2 separate regions of the Mus musculus genome follow, and region 2 is linked to region 1. A link is a contact called in public HiChIP or PLAC-seq data. All regions are on one chromosome and are shown on one strand. The core of a region is the stretch at or near the end of the contact, and the rest is flanking DNA. Distances in the headings are between cores, read along the strand shown.

Evidence for each region. HiChIP or PLAC-seq counts read pairs in DNA pulled down with a chosen protein or histone mark.
Region 2: a contact with region 1 is called in a FOXA1 HiChIP or PLAC-seq map of pancreatic cancer cells. The contact joins two enhancer-like sites. A contact is called at or near these places in 6 of 39 promoter capture datasets (the 3T3-L1 cell line, 3T3-L1-derived adipocytes, cranial neural crest and 2 more), 3 of 484 Hi-C or Micro-C datasets (the C2C12 cell line, embryonic fibroblasts and muscle stem cells) and 4 of 115 datasets of contacts at active chromatin or transcription factors (embryonic basal ganglia, embryonic forebrain, extraembryonic endoderm stem cells and 1 more).

The regions. Positions count from the first base shown.
Region 1 is chr8:45,525,694-45,532,242 of GRCm38.p6, forward strand. The region is part of intron 1 of Sorbs2 (sorbin and SH3 domain containing 2); the gene reads left to right. Among named protein-coding and RNA genes, the nearest start is that of Sorbs2, 21 kb to the left of the region's middle. Within about 2 kb of position 3,353, at least 31 of the 459 cell types and tissues checked have an H3K27ac peak or open chromatin away from gene starts, as enhancers often do. A contact at or near this core is called in the C2C12 cell line, embryonic fibroblasts and pancreatic cancer cells, where this site is marked.
Region 2 is chr8:45,717,692-45,724,240 of GRCm38.p6, forward strand. All of the region lies in intron 2 of Sorbs2 (sorbin and SH3 domain containing 2), which reads left to right. Sorbs2os (sorbin and SH3 domain containing 2, opposite strand) reads right to left here. Exons shown (of 6, transcript NR_045739.1): 6 at 5,634-6,102. Among named protein-coding and RNA genes, the nearest start is that of Gm30635, 42 kb to the left of the region's middle. Within about 2 kb of position 2,395, at least 49 of the 459 cell types and tissues checked have an H3K27ac peak or open chromatin away from gene starts, as enhancers often do. A contact at or near this core is called in the C2C12 cell line, embryonic fibroblasts and pancreatic cancer cells, where this site is marked.

The DNA of each region.
Region 1 (6,549 bases), core at 2,103-4,602:
TCTGCTCCACACATTGTCTCCATATTTCCTCCTGTGGGTATTTTGTTTTCCCTTCTAAGAAGCACTGAAGCATCCGCACTTTGGTGTGACCTTCTTCTCAGGTTTCATATGGTCTGAGAATTGTATCTTGGATATTCCAAGCTTTTGGGCTAATACCCACTTATCAGTGAGTGCATACCATATGTGTGTGTTCTTTTATGATTGGGTTACCTCACTCAAGATGATATTTTCTAGTTCCATCCACTTGCCTGCAAATTCCATGAAGTCATTGTTTTTAATAGCTGAGTAGTATTCCATCATGTAAATGTACCACGTTTTCTATATCCATTCCTCTATTGAGGGACATTTGGGTTGTTTCTAGCTTCTGGCTATTATAAATATGGCTGCTATGAACATAATGGAGCATGTGTCCTTACTATATGTTGGAGCATCTTCTGGGTATATGCCCAGGAGTGGCATAGCTGGATCCTCAGGTAATTACTATGTACAATTTTCTGAGGAACCACCAGACTGATTTCTAGAGTGGTTGTACCAGCAGCTTGCAATCCCACCAGCAATGGAGGAGTGTTCCTCTTTCTCCTATTCCAAAGCCTGGCTGAAAGACCTGTTTCCCGATGTCCCTTTTCTTCCTCCGGGGACCTGGACGTCCCACCTTCCCAGCAATTAGCTTCTGCCTTCTTTGTTGACCAAACTGAGAGCCAATTAGGGAACCAGATTTTAGTATCTGCTCTGCAGGCCAGTGCTGCCTGACCAGCCCTTTCTCTCTTACTCTTCCATGAGTACAGCGCACTCCTCACATCTTCTTTCCATTTCCCTATCTCTTTGTTTCCTATGTAAGTGAAATGGTGGCCCATGTTTCATGGTTTAATTGGACATCCCTAATAGAGCTATTAAGTCGGGATCCAGTGGCAGAGCTTCATCACAGATGGATAGTCCTTCTCAATGCTTCTGGGATATATTTTGAATCAGGACAGACCTAAACATACATTTTAACATCATTCTCTTCATTCTTGTCCTTTGGAAATGAGAAACTCTATTCCTGGAGGTGATCACTGAAGTCTGAGTTCATGGCCTGCTGGTTCCATTGCTTTGGACTTGGGGTCAGTTGATATATCATAACAGTAGAAGCATATGATTGAGGTTACTAACTTCATCATGTCAGCCATGATGCTGAGAGGGGGAGAGAAGCTAAATGTTATGGCTCCCAGTGGTGAATCCCTAGTTGCCAACCTTTTTGAACAAAGCCCTTACCTCTCAAATTTTCTATCAGTTACCCATAATGCCACCAATTCAAGACTCTATTGATAGGTTAACCTATCACTGTGATTAATTATAATCACATCTTCGTGTTTCAAGCATGCCCCAATGATTAGATCTGTTTGCTGAAGCCCAAGCCCTCTACACCTGAACCCTACAAGGGTCACTTCATAGCCATCCTGTAACAGGGAATGCTTCCAATCAAAAACTATACAAGCTTACCTTTCATGTTCTCCAATGGTGATTTGTTTTGATTTCCAGTTATAACTTCGTTTGACCTTTAGGAGAGCAAAATAAATTTTGCTCATGTACTATACAACATCTCAAAAACTGCTTACCTCACTAGATTCTTAACTGGTTTGTTTCTCAATGATGATGGCGAAGGTGGGGGGGGGGGGTGACCTCATAAATTCCCCAAGTTAAAGTTTATATGTCTAAGGAGTCAGCTTGGGTATTCACAATGGCTACACAGCAATGAAGTGGTATCCTTCGCTGTTGGGGCTTGTCCTGCTGATCTGACCTGACATCATCCACACAGTTAGAATAGTGCTAATACACAATGGGAATGATTTATGTGCTTGATATTATTTTGAGCATGTTGGAACCCATATGTCAATAAGCATAGTGGGGCAGAGCAAACTGGTACAAAATTCAAGAAATCTCTGTTTTAAGGTGTTAGCTTTCATACATTAGTCTGTAGTTCTGAATTATTAGATAAGCAGTATTTAAACAGGAAATAATAAGTTGGAAATTCTGCATTTGCTGCAGAAACACTTGACCTTAGTAGAACAGAAGCATGTGGAAATAATAGCTGCTATGGATTAAATCCTTGTGGCTTTATAACACACACGCCTCTCCATTATTTAATTTGGCTTAGGTTTTATTCAACCACCCACTGGGCAACTGATACATTCCTCACTGGTTTCAGTTATCAGTCTATTTTGACATCTATAATTATTGGCTTTGACCCAGAGAGACAGAAACTATTTGATACATAATAGGCACTGCCAAATACAAATAACTCAAAAGTTGCTTGATTCTATTACAAACTGTCTGGAAAAGTCAAGATCAACGGCCTTGTGGATAGAGGAGTCTAGGATACACATGGAGGACTATATCAACAGTCTTTAGGGAAAAGGGACCACAGTTTGAGTGTTTGGCCTGAGATGAATGTTCACAACTTTTTTGATTTCTCTCTCAAATATTTTTTTCTATGTGAAATCACACATGAAGTTCAGAAAAATAGTAAATTTTCTAAGTTAAGGGAAATTGGATCTTCTCTATTCTTAAAGAGTAATTTTGGTTGCCTCTACCAATAGGAGTCCCTGAGTGGCTAGAAAAGTGTCTGTGTGTGTTTCTGTCCATAAGGGCTTACAAGGGTTTACACTGAGGTCTACTCCTCAAGATGGCTTTTCATATATGTTCTCAGGCAGACAGTTCTGAGTGCTACAGTAGCTATATATAGTAGCTATATGTAGTAGCTAAAGAGGTCAGGAGAAAAAAGATACAAAATCTAAAAGAGAAGTCAGCTCTGTCACTTGAATAGAGGGGGTGACCGCAGTTAACCTACCTGGAAAGGGTTGATGATGCATCTTTCCAAGAGATTGGTTTTGGGTTTTTTGGTCTTGTTTTGTTTTGTTTTTCTATAGAGGAAACTACTTTGAAGAAAAGACTTTTGATTTAGAATAAAACTAGAATCTCTGGGAAGTATGTAATCCACCAATCCAGAGATAGTGAGAGCCAAAAGCCAGTATAAAGTCAATGCGTGCATGAGGCTAAGCTTTATTATCTTTTCAGTAAGGATTCTAATTTTATATGACCTGTTTTCACCAAAGTACCACTGCAATGGTTAAATTGTGTCCATTACCTTCAGAGATATATTTTGAAATTCTAACTTTCAGTATCTCAGGATGTGATCTGTTTTTGGAAATAGGCTGGTAAGATGAGGTCATAGTGAAATAGGGTAGACTCTTAGGCCAGGGCAAGTGATGTCCTTATAAACAAAGAGAATTTTGACATAGACATACATGGGAAGAACACCGTGTAAAGACAAAGACAGAGAATAAGGTAATGTGCTTCAAGCCAAAGAATGCCAAGCATGTGTGACAAACCGGGAGAGGCAGAGAACAAATCTGTCCCCATAACCACAGAAGGAAACCACCCTTCCATAGCCTTGTCCCTAACCTTCTGGCTTCCAGAGCTATGAGATCATTTCCATTGTATAAGTCACTCAGTTTGTGTTCTTTATTAAGCAAACACACATATGTGCATACAAACTGTTAGACTCCCTAAGATCATTTAAACACTGCCCTACTTCAATAGGCTATGGTAAACACCACACTTGATAATTCTACAATAATACTATGCAAATCCTGTAATATTCAAGCAGACATAAGATCACTAGGTAGATGGTGTTTTCATCAACACATGAAAATACAATTACTCCTCAGTTTGCTCTGCCTTTGAAGTCATGGCTGGTGTAAGCCATTCTGATCTTCTCCCAGGAAACTGGTCATTAGCCTACCCAGTGATATTGAATCAGCTTAGTTTCTCTGAAAGCCCCAAGTGCCCATGATTGCTTTGACTGCCTGAGAACCAAACATGTTATTCATGTTGTAGAGATACAAAACTACCTTTTAGCAGATGGAGACATTTTAGATATATTTTGAACCAGAAGATTTCAATGAATTCTATTTGTTTTTTTTTTCTCCACAATTGCTAAACAATGAACATAGTAGGTTAATTGACAAAGTGGCATGGATAGTTGTATTTCTAGTGGGTGACAGAAATCTAGAGAATATTTTTATTAGCTTTTAGGATAAGGTATGGTCTGTCAGAACAAACCATGGTAGGACAGGATAAGCAGATATGGAGTTGGCCTCATCTAGTTTGGAACTGGGCCTTACTTGAGCTGTTGACAGAGGTTGGCCTCAGAGGCTTGCAGTGACATCACATTCAGGTGACTCTGTTCTCTTCACATTTTGCAATAAAAACTTGACACTGTCTGGGGAAGGAAGGCCACACAGTTGGCTTGGTTCAGCAGGATGTGTTCATTTGAGATAGATCTATTTTTACCTGACTTAATATTTGAATGTATCTGAATTTTTTACTTGTGTTTTTTTAAATGGAGACAGTAGTCCACTGGCCAAGGCATACAATATCATCTTCCATACCCAGAATAATGAAGATAGTAGAATGAGCCACTCCTAATTATTGGCAACTGTCAGGATGACACTGAAAGCAATGTGTGTGTCATTCTAAGATGACACCTCTTTCTGTATCTGCAGATGTCTCTGAGATTTCTCCAAGTCCTCATTAGTTAACCCTCGTTTTCCTCTTTATCTGTTGCTGTTCCTTAAACTCCTTCTCATTCCCTTTCTCCTCTATGTTTGGTTTCTGGCTGCTTTTAAGCAATTCCTTTCTTTAAAACCTTGAGATGCCTTTCTCCCAATTATTGGTTTACTAAGTATTAGGAGTTGGTTTGCTAACACTTCAAGGATATTCCAAACTGAGGTACACTCAGGAATTGGTGGACATGGTCATCTCACTGTTGTACTTTCTCTTAATTGTTATAAACATAGACTCTTGATCATTCAAAGATTGTCTGCTGTCCCTGACCTGAATTTACCCCGGTACCACTTGAGTCTCAGACTTTGGAAAAAAAAAATATATATATATTTTAAGACAGGGTTTCTCTGTGTAGCCCTGGCTGTCCTGGAACTCACTCTGTAGAGAGAGGCTGGCCTCAAACTCAGAAATCTGCCTGCCTCTGCCTCCCAAGTACTGGGATGAAAGGCAGAGAGAGACCTTAAATATTTAGTCAAGAATTCTGACAGTCAGTAGAATGAAATTCTTCCACTCTCGATATCTAATCATCATTGCTATCTGACAAGTTCCTGAAGTCCCACCCTCTATATCTTATCACTCTGGCCTGCCCTCTGCAAGGTTCTTTTTGGTTTAGTTTTATTTTTAAATAAAGTAGCAGCAGTAGAAGTCTGTCTAGCCTTGACGTTTCCTCTTTCATTTTCTACGCACTGACCCCCCAACTCTGCTCCTGATCTACAAAATTCTATTTGCACGTATACTGGACTTGAGTGTAGTTTCTTATCTCTATGACAGAACCAGAGTTTTAGTTGTCTTCTGAATAAACTCGGCCTCATTGTCTTCAACAATTTGGGGAGTGAATTTTTTTGCAGTAAAATACTCACCATAACAGACTATAAGATTTTCAAAATGAAACTTTCTCCTTAGCTCTTTAATTAGTGCTGAGGGAGGCAGAGGCAGGCAGATTTCTGAGTTCGAGGCCAGCCTGGTCTACAGAGTGAGCTCCAGGACAGCCAGGGATACTCAGAGAAACCCTGTCTCGAAAACAAGCAAGAAAGCAAACAAACAAAAGGAAAGAGTTTTCTTTTCTCTCTCTTCTCCCTCACTCCTTATTTTTCTTCCCCTGACTCCTGTATTGAATAGCATTGAAAGTTCCTTTACTCATTCCTTAGGGCAACCATAATGTATTCAGTTAGATAGAGAATGTTCACATAATTATATTGTGTAAAGTCAAGATGATTTTATCACTGTAAACAATTCTGGGCTAGTCTTCACTTAACCAGTAATGCCTCTAACTTCACAAATCATGATGTTATCTATCCTATTACAAGACATGATATTACAGGGAACTTCCCAGAGGCATGCATTTCATAGGGCTTGGGATTTTAAAAATATATTAATAAATTAATTAATAAAAAATAAATTCAAAACATTCATATGCATGTTAAGGGTTAATGTTCCTTTCAGAGATATCTGCCTAGTTTTAGAATTTAGAAACTATGATTTTTTTTTAATTGTTCTGGAAACCAAAGGTGCTAATCCATTAACAGTTCACAGTTTAGGAATTGTGGTTTCCGAATTGGGAGGTTCAGGAAAAAGGAGAAGTTCATTAGTAGAGAGAATTCAAAAGATTAGAAATATCCCCATGTAAAGTGTAAAGAGAGGGGCTAGTGTTTAAACACTAAGATGATACAAACTACAAGTGTAGGTTCTTTTCCTTGGGAGCGGCATGGAAGGGATTTAAAGCATCCCCTAAAACAAGTACAAAGTTACATTTCCTAAGGCTTCAGGATAATGTGTAGGTTCTTATGGACAAGCAATGGTAATATCAGCAGGAAATATGTATCCTGCATCCCTAGGTGCCAGGTAAAAGCAGTAAGTACTTTGCATACATTACTGATTCCTCATGGCCACGTGGCCAGGTCAGTTCTTTTATGTCTCTGTTTTACAGAGGCTTGTGTGAGATTT
Region 2 (6,549 bases), core at 1,145-3,644, 190 kb after region 1:
CTTATTCTTGCAGAGGACCCAGGTTCAATTCCCAGCATCCAGATGGTAGATCACAGCCATCTATAACTGCAGTTCCAGGGGATCTGCTTTCCTCATCTGACCTCTGATAATACCAGACTAGCACATGATACAATACATACAAGTAGGCAAAATAATCGCATAAAAATAAACCAATAGGCGATTCCCCCACAGTTACTGACAATAGCTCCTCGATAGAGGGTAAGGCTTGAATAGCTTGATTCTGTGCAGGTCTTGCACAAACAACTATAGCTTCTGTGAGTCTATGACTGTAATATGTAAAGATTGTACATCACAGAACTCCTCACTGTTCTCTGGTTCTTACAATCTTCCTGTTATCTATGATATTCCCTAAGGCTTGGTGGTAACAGAATTAATATAGATATTATTGTTTAGGGCTGAACACTCAGTCTCCTATCTGTAGCTCTTTGATTTGCTACATATCTTTCCAGTGACTGCTGCTCAAGAAAAAAATAAATTCCCAGACCAAGGTTAAAAGCAGCCTAGGTCTATACATACAAACATGAATATCTGGGAAGCAATTTGACAGCATGACCATTTAGCAAATTATCAATAGCCCAAGGGCCTATGACTTTAGCCAAGGGGTATCAATAAGGATAACCATACCAGGAATTAAATTTCCTCCTATTGAACATGCCTCTAATCCAATCAGACACCATTACCCATAATGGTGATGCCGCCTTTGCCCCTTGCTTGGCAGGGCCTTATTGTAAGCCCTTCCCCAATTTGTTATGCTTTCCTTAGAATTCAGGAGTAGTTTGTGGAGGGAAACGCTGCAGATTGCAGGAGACAAATTTAATGCTGAGATAAAGTTTCCTCAAGATCTTCCTTTTCTGTTTGAATAATCCTACCTTATAGTATTGTAAGAGAATAAATACTAATGATGTTAGTCTTAACATCAACTCTCTCAGTTTAGGCAAATTATAGAACCAACTATTTCTAAAACTAACTATGATTAAGTAAATTCTTTTATTTGCAAATGTTAACATACATTGACGAGAAAACTTTTTATAAGCCTTAAAGCCTATCATAAGACATTCCATTATGATTTATTTACCTTTAACAAGATGATTTATAAGCCCTTTAATCTGTAGTCTCACAATACAGTTCCTTATCTTTTCATAGAATCAAATGTTAGAAAGATGCCATAAGATAAACGCTAAAATCACTGTTTGAGGAATTCAGGTTGCAAGATTCATTGCTTTTTTGTTGTTATCATAAAACATGTTTTTGTGAAGATTTTAGGAGACTAAATGAGGAGAAAAAAGCCTGAAGCAGTTAACATACAGACAGAAGTGTATTAACATTTTACAGACTGCTGTGATTCTGCTGGGTGCTGGCTTAATGTAATCCTGAAGTTCAAGTATGACCTTGATATGCATCAAATATTGGAATCATTGGGTGCAGTGAGAGGCTGGTGACACAGGTTGAAGTTTTGTTTTTGCAAGACACTGCTCAAAAATATCATGGCATCCAACCTGCTGACCTTGTGCATGGTTAGAAGCATTCCTTTTGAAAAAAAATTAAAAGTCTGTTAAAATGCAAATGTGTTAGCTTAATAAGAGACTATCTCATCACTTGTACTTTTAACAAAACCCCAAAAGATTAGATGTTAAGCTCTAACCCCATGCACGTAGCCAATTAACTTATCCCAATTAATGGATGACAGTTGTTATAATTGAGAAAACTAATTTCTCGTTACACTTCAAGATCAGTGATAGTCACTAATATTTCACTTACAGAATTCAAAATGAAGGTCCCAATGGGAAGTGGTAGTTTCGGGGTGCACAGAGTTGTTCTGATGTTAACTGAATTCATACCCTTGGTCAGAATCCAAAAGTAGATCAATTAATGTCTGATTTCACAAATGTAAACAAACAAACAAAAAAGGTAAAAAGTGGTGTTCACTATCAACATGTGGCAAAATTAATTCATAGGCTGCTACTTTAATGACACATGGGGCCACAATGACTGTCATTTCTTTGAGACAGGAATTCTTACAGCCCAAACTATGCTTGAATTTACTATATAATCAAGATGACCTTGGATTTCTGTTCTCCCGACCTCCACCTCCCAAGTTCTCGGGATTATGGGCTTGCATCACTGTGCTCAGCCAATGTTGACTGTTTTTGTTACATCATGGAGCACAGACTCGTTCTACTCTCTTTGAGACTGTCTGGCTCACATCTCTACCACAGTAATATTTCCAGAGTTGCCCTGGTGCTAAAAATGACTATCTCCTTGAACTTCCTAAACGGAAAAGAAACCTTGACTTCAGCACTTCACCGTACTCATTCTTTCCCCACGACTGCCCAGTGTGGAGCCATACCAGAACAAGGGCTTTTCCTCCCCGTGGGTTCCACCCTATGACTGTGTTTCCTGCCTCTGAATCACCTTCTCCTGATGGAGGCCCCTGCTGTGTCGATGAAAATGAGATCATAAACAAACATGTAAGCCCTCAAGGCAGGAAGAGTGCTCTGCAGGAAAACTCCCAAAGAATAGTGGAAATAAAGAAATTGGCTATTTATATGGGGTGGCCAGGAATGGTCTCTCTGGTAGGGTGATATGTACATAAATGTCCCCCATAGTCTTGATTATTTGGACACTTGGTCCCCAATTACTGACACTATTTATGGAGGTTTAAGAGGTGCAGCCTCTTTGGAGGGAGAATGTCCATGGGAGTGAACTTTGAGAGCTTAAAGCTTTGTCTACTTCCAATGTGCTAGCTCTGCCTGGTGCTTGTGGTTTAAAGATGTGAGCTCTCAACTTGCTACCATATGTCCCGTTATAATGGATTTTTTATTCCTCTGGAACCGTTATGCCCAAATAACCTCTTCCTTCTATAGCTTGCCTTGGCCACGGTGTTTTATGACAGGAATAGAAAAGTAACTAAGGCAGGTAGCATCTGAGCATTAAGCCGGGCGACTAAAGGACAAAGCTGGTGATAGATGGAAGTACTCTGGGCCGAGAGGAAAACGCTGGGATAGTAGTGGGCTTGGTATGTGCAAGCAACAGTGAAGTATTCCAGATCCTAGAACAGACTGGGCAGGGAGCAAGAGTGGTAGCCATGGGCCTAGAGGATGGGAGATGGGACCATGAGTTGGAGTCCTTTGAACAAAATGATTATTCTCTATCATGTTACAGCCACCTCTCTCAGAATATTCCAGAATCAGAATACAACACATGCAGGTACAAGCAGAGGAAGGGAAACCAGTCGTGAGGCACTAAAACAGTCAAGGCAAGCTAGAAGATGCTCACAGAGAAGTTAAATTTGCATAGTTGTGAGTTCTAGATATACACAACATTATAAGATTTGACCACAAATGAACATGGTAATAGCAATTATGAGTCAAATATGATGTCAATGCTTTTTGAGGCTGGAAAGCAGTAAAATTTTTGGCAGTACATTCTAGAAAGTGCTCTACCATTGAACTATATTCCTGCATCTCCAGTACCACCCTCCTCCTCCTCCTCCTCCTCCTCCTCCTCCTCCTCCTCCTCCTCCCTCCTCCTTTTTAGATAGATCTCATCGAGGCCCCAGGATGATCTGAAACTCACTCCAGAGCCCAGGCTAGACTTGAACTTGTAACATTCCTGCCCTGCCTCCTGAGTACTGATATTTCAAGCCTGGGCCACTAGATTCAGCAATGGTGATGCTTTTTACAGAGTGATAGCAGGTGGACCAAAGATCTGGGTCATGTGCCTATTTGACATGCACAAATATGTATGTAAATAGGCAGCTGTTATTCCAAGCCTGACATTCTGAGGATAGTGATTTATGAATGATCAAACAGCTACAGTTTAGCTCAACTGCCCTTTAAAAATAAAAATCTACTGACTAGTGTGATTGCCTAAACCCCAACATATGTTGAGAATTTCCATTGATCAGAATACAGAAAAGAGAGCAGTGGGGCAGAAGTAATGAGAAAATACGCTGAGGGGTAAAAATGGGAGAGAAGGTGGATGAACAGCAAGATGCTTCGTCTCCCTGCTCTACATTTGTGGTGCTTTGACTCAGAACTCACTGAGGTGATATGGTGTATACATACATATATATGTATACATACATATATATATACACATACATATACACATATACATACACATATATATGTTACTTGTCTTGCTGATGAGATGAAGTACCTGGAAAAATAATCAGTTTAAGGAAGGAAGAGGGTTTTTTTCTTGCTTTGTTTTGTTTTGTTTTGTTTTGTTTTGTGTTTGTTTGTTTGTTTTTCTCACAATTTGAAAGCATACCCTATCATGATGTGGAAGCCATGGCTGCAGGAACTTGAAGAGGTAACTGGCCATACTGAATATGAAGTCAGAAGGCTGGCAACGATGACTGCTTGTGCTCAGCTCATCTTTCTGTTTAGTGCAGGACCCATTTTTATGTAGTGTAGGACTCCTTCCCACGGAATGGAACCATGCGCATTCAGGGCAGGTCTACCAATCTCTATCTCCGTCTAAAATTTCCTGCAAAGATATGCCCAGAAGTTTGTTTCCATGGTGATTATAAATTCTAGCAAGATTAACCATCATATCGCTCAAACTGAAATATTAGCTCAACCTTTGAATTTCTACACATGCCCCTCGTTGAATTTGAAACACTAAATATCTGGAAAAAAAAAAGTCAAGGTCTATTAAACAATCACTGTTTTGTTTAATTGTAGAAGCCACTAAATTAGTTTCAGGATTATGCCAGAGTATCTAATTAGACTTACATGTATTCATTTGCAAGTTAAGAACAGAGCTGTAACTCAGTTGTGTGTCTGAGAAAACATACCATTATTTGCCTGTAGAGCCAGTTTTCTCTAAACTCTGCCAGGCAATAGGACATCTTTCTCTACATCTCTGTTGGTGCCTTCCTTTCAGTATGGGCAGCAGACAGGTACTTGCTTAGTTTACCATTGGGAGACTCCACCAGTACACAACACATACAACACATATGCATAAGACAAGGCTCTACCCATACGAGACCAACTATGCAACTCATACAGGAAACAAAGGAAAAAAAAAAACCCTCTGCTTCAGTGGTAGACTCTAGTATCCATAATACAAATACAAACATCACATATAAGGGGAAAAATAAATAATGGATAAATATAGAGAAAGCACAATTCATTTTATAATCTCAGATAAATGCAGATCTGTTTGAAAGCATATGCTTTGAAGACGTTCAACTGCTAATAAAACAATTCCTCTTGCTTATCTTATTACAGTTACATGTCATAGAAGTTTGAATGCTTGCAGTGAGCTTTGGAAAGCAAGGAACTTGGGTTTAGAGTGGAGAGACAGGATTTAGAGACATCAAAGAGACTAGAGAACAGGAACGAAAGGCTTATGTTTAAAGAAGAGTACATCAATTTTTTATGGCATTATTCTAAATGTAGGGAGGGTGTGCGTGTGTGTGTACATGTTATAATTTACTAATATGCTCCTTTCATTTCATTTAACCACTAATAAAAATGCATTCTAAAAGTAATATAATGTTACAAACACATAATTTGTTACAAATTATAAAGAGAAAGTTGCCAAAAATTATCCTTATTCCAGTACTGAAGGTTAGCCCTTCTTTTAAATCTGTTGTTTCAAGTCAGGAAAATATAAACTGCTTTATTGTAAGCTAGTTTCCTCTTATTGAATAGCAAAAAGATGAAGATATATCTAGTTTACAAGGTCTGAATCAAAACTTTTGACAAAAATTGGATTAAAGCTTAATATAAAATCATGTTCCATTTATATTTTGTGTTCATATATATTAAAAATCTGTATGTATATGCATGTATGTGTATATGTGTGTATAAATATATACATTCATTCATTCATTTACACAGAGACAGATATAGAAATAAACATTGGTGAACCAGAAGTAATATCCAAAATTCATATCTTAAGAAATAGGACACTGTAAACATTATAACAACAACATTAAATGGTCTTCAGAACAGCTTGACTCTTGGGATGGTGCTCCCTGTTAAATATTATCCTTTGTAGCATCTTTTCTCCTTGCCGTAAAGATTTGAAAGTCACCAAAGCCACATATTTCTTCTTCCTCCTCCTCTTCATTACCATGACAACAAAAGTAGTAGGAAACAAAAAAGAAAAATAGATATGTGCATAATACAGCATAAAAAGAATGGGTGAGATAATTCCAGGAAATGCTCAGAATAGCTAAATTAGCTTTATTCCAAATATATATGAAGTAATTTACTTTTTATAATGTCGGTCCAGCTGAATACGATGATTTCATTCCAAGTGTTCCGGTGATTAGCTGAAATGTGACTCACGCCTATGAGGCATCCTTCCCTCCCTCCTTGGACAAAGTGGTCAGGATCAAGATAAATGAAAATATTATCAGCCACCGTGGGTGGTTCCATGGATATCCTGAGCCTTACAAAGTGAAGACATACCCTATATGCTTACTGACTTTGTGTTTGTATGTGTGCGTGGAAATGTAGTTTGACTGGATTTTATTACGGGTGACTGTGTGGTAATAGATACAAAATT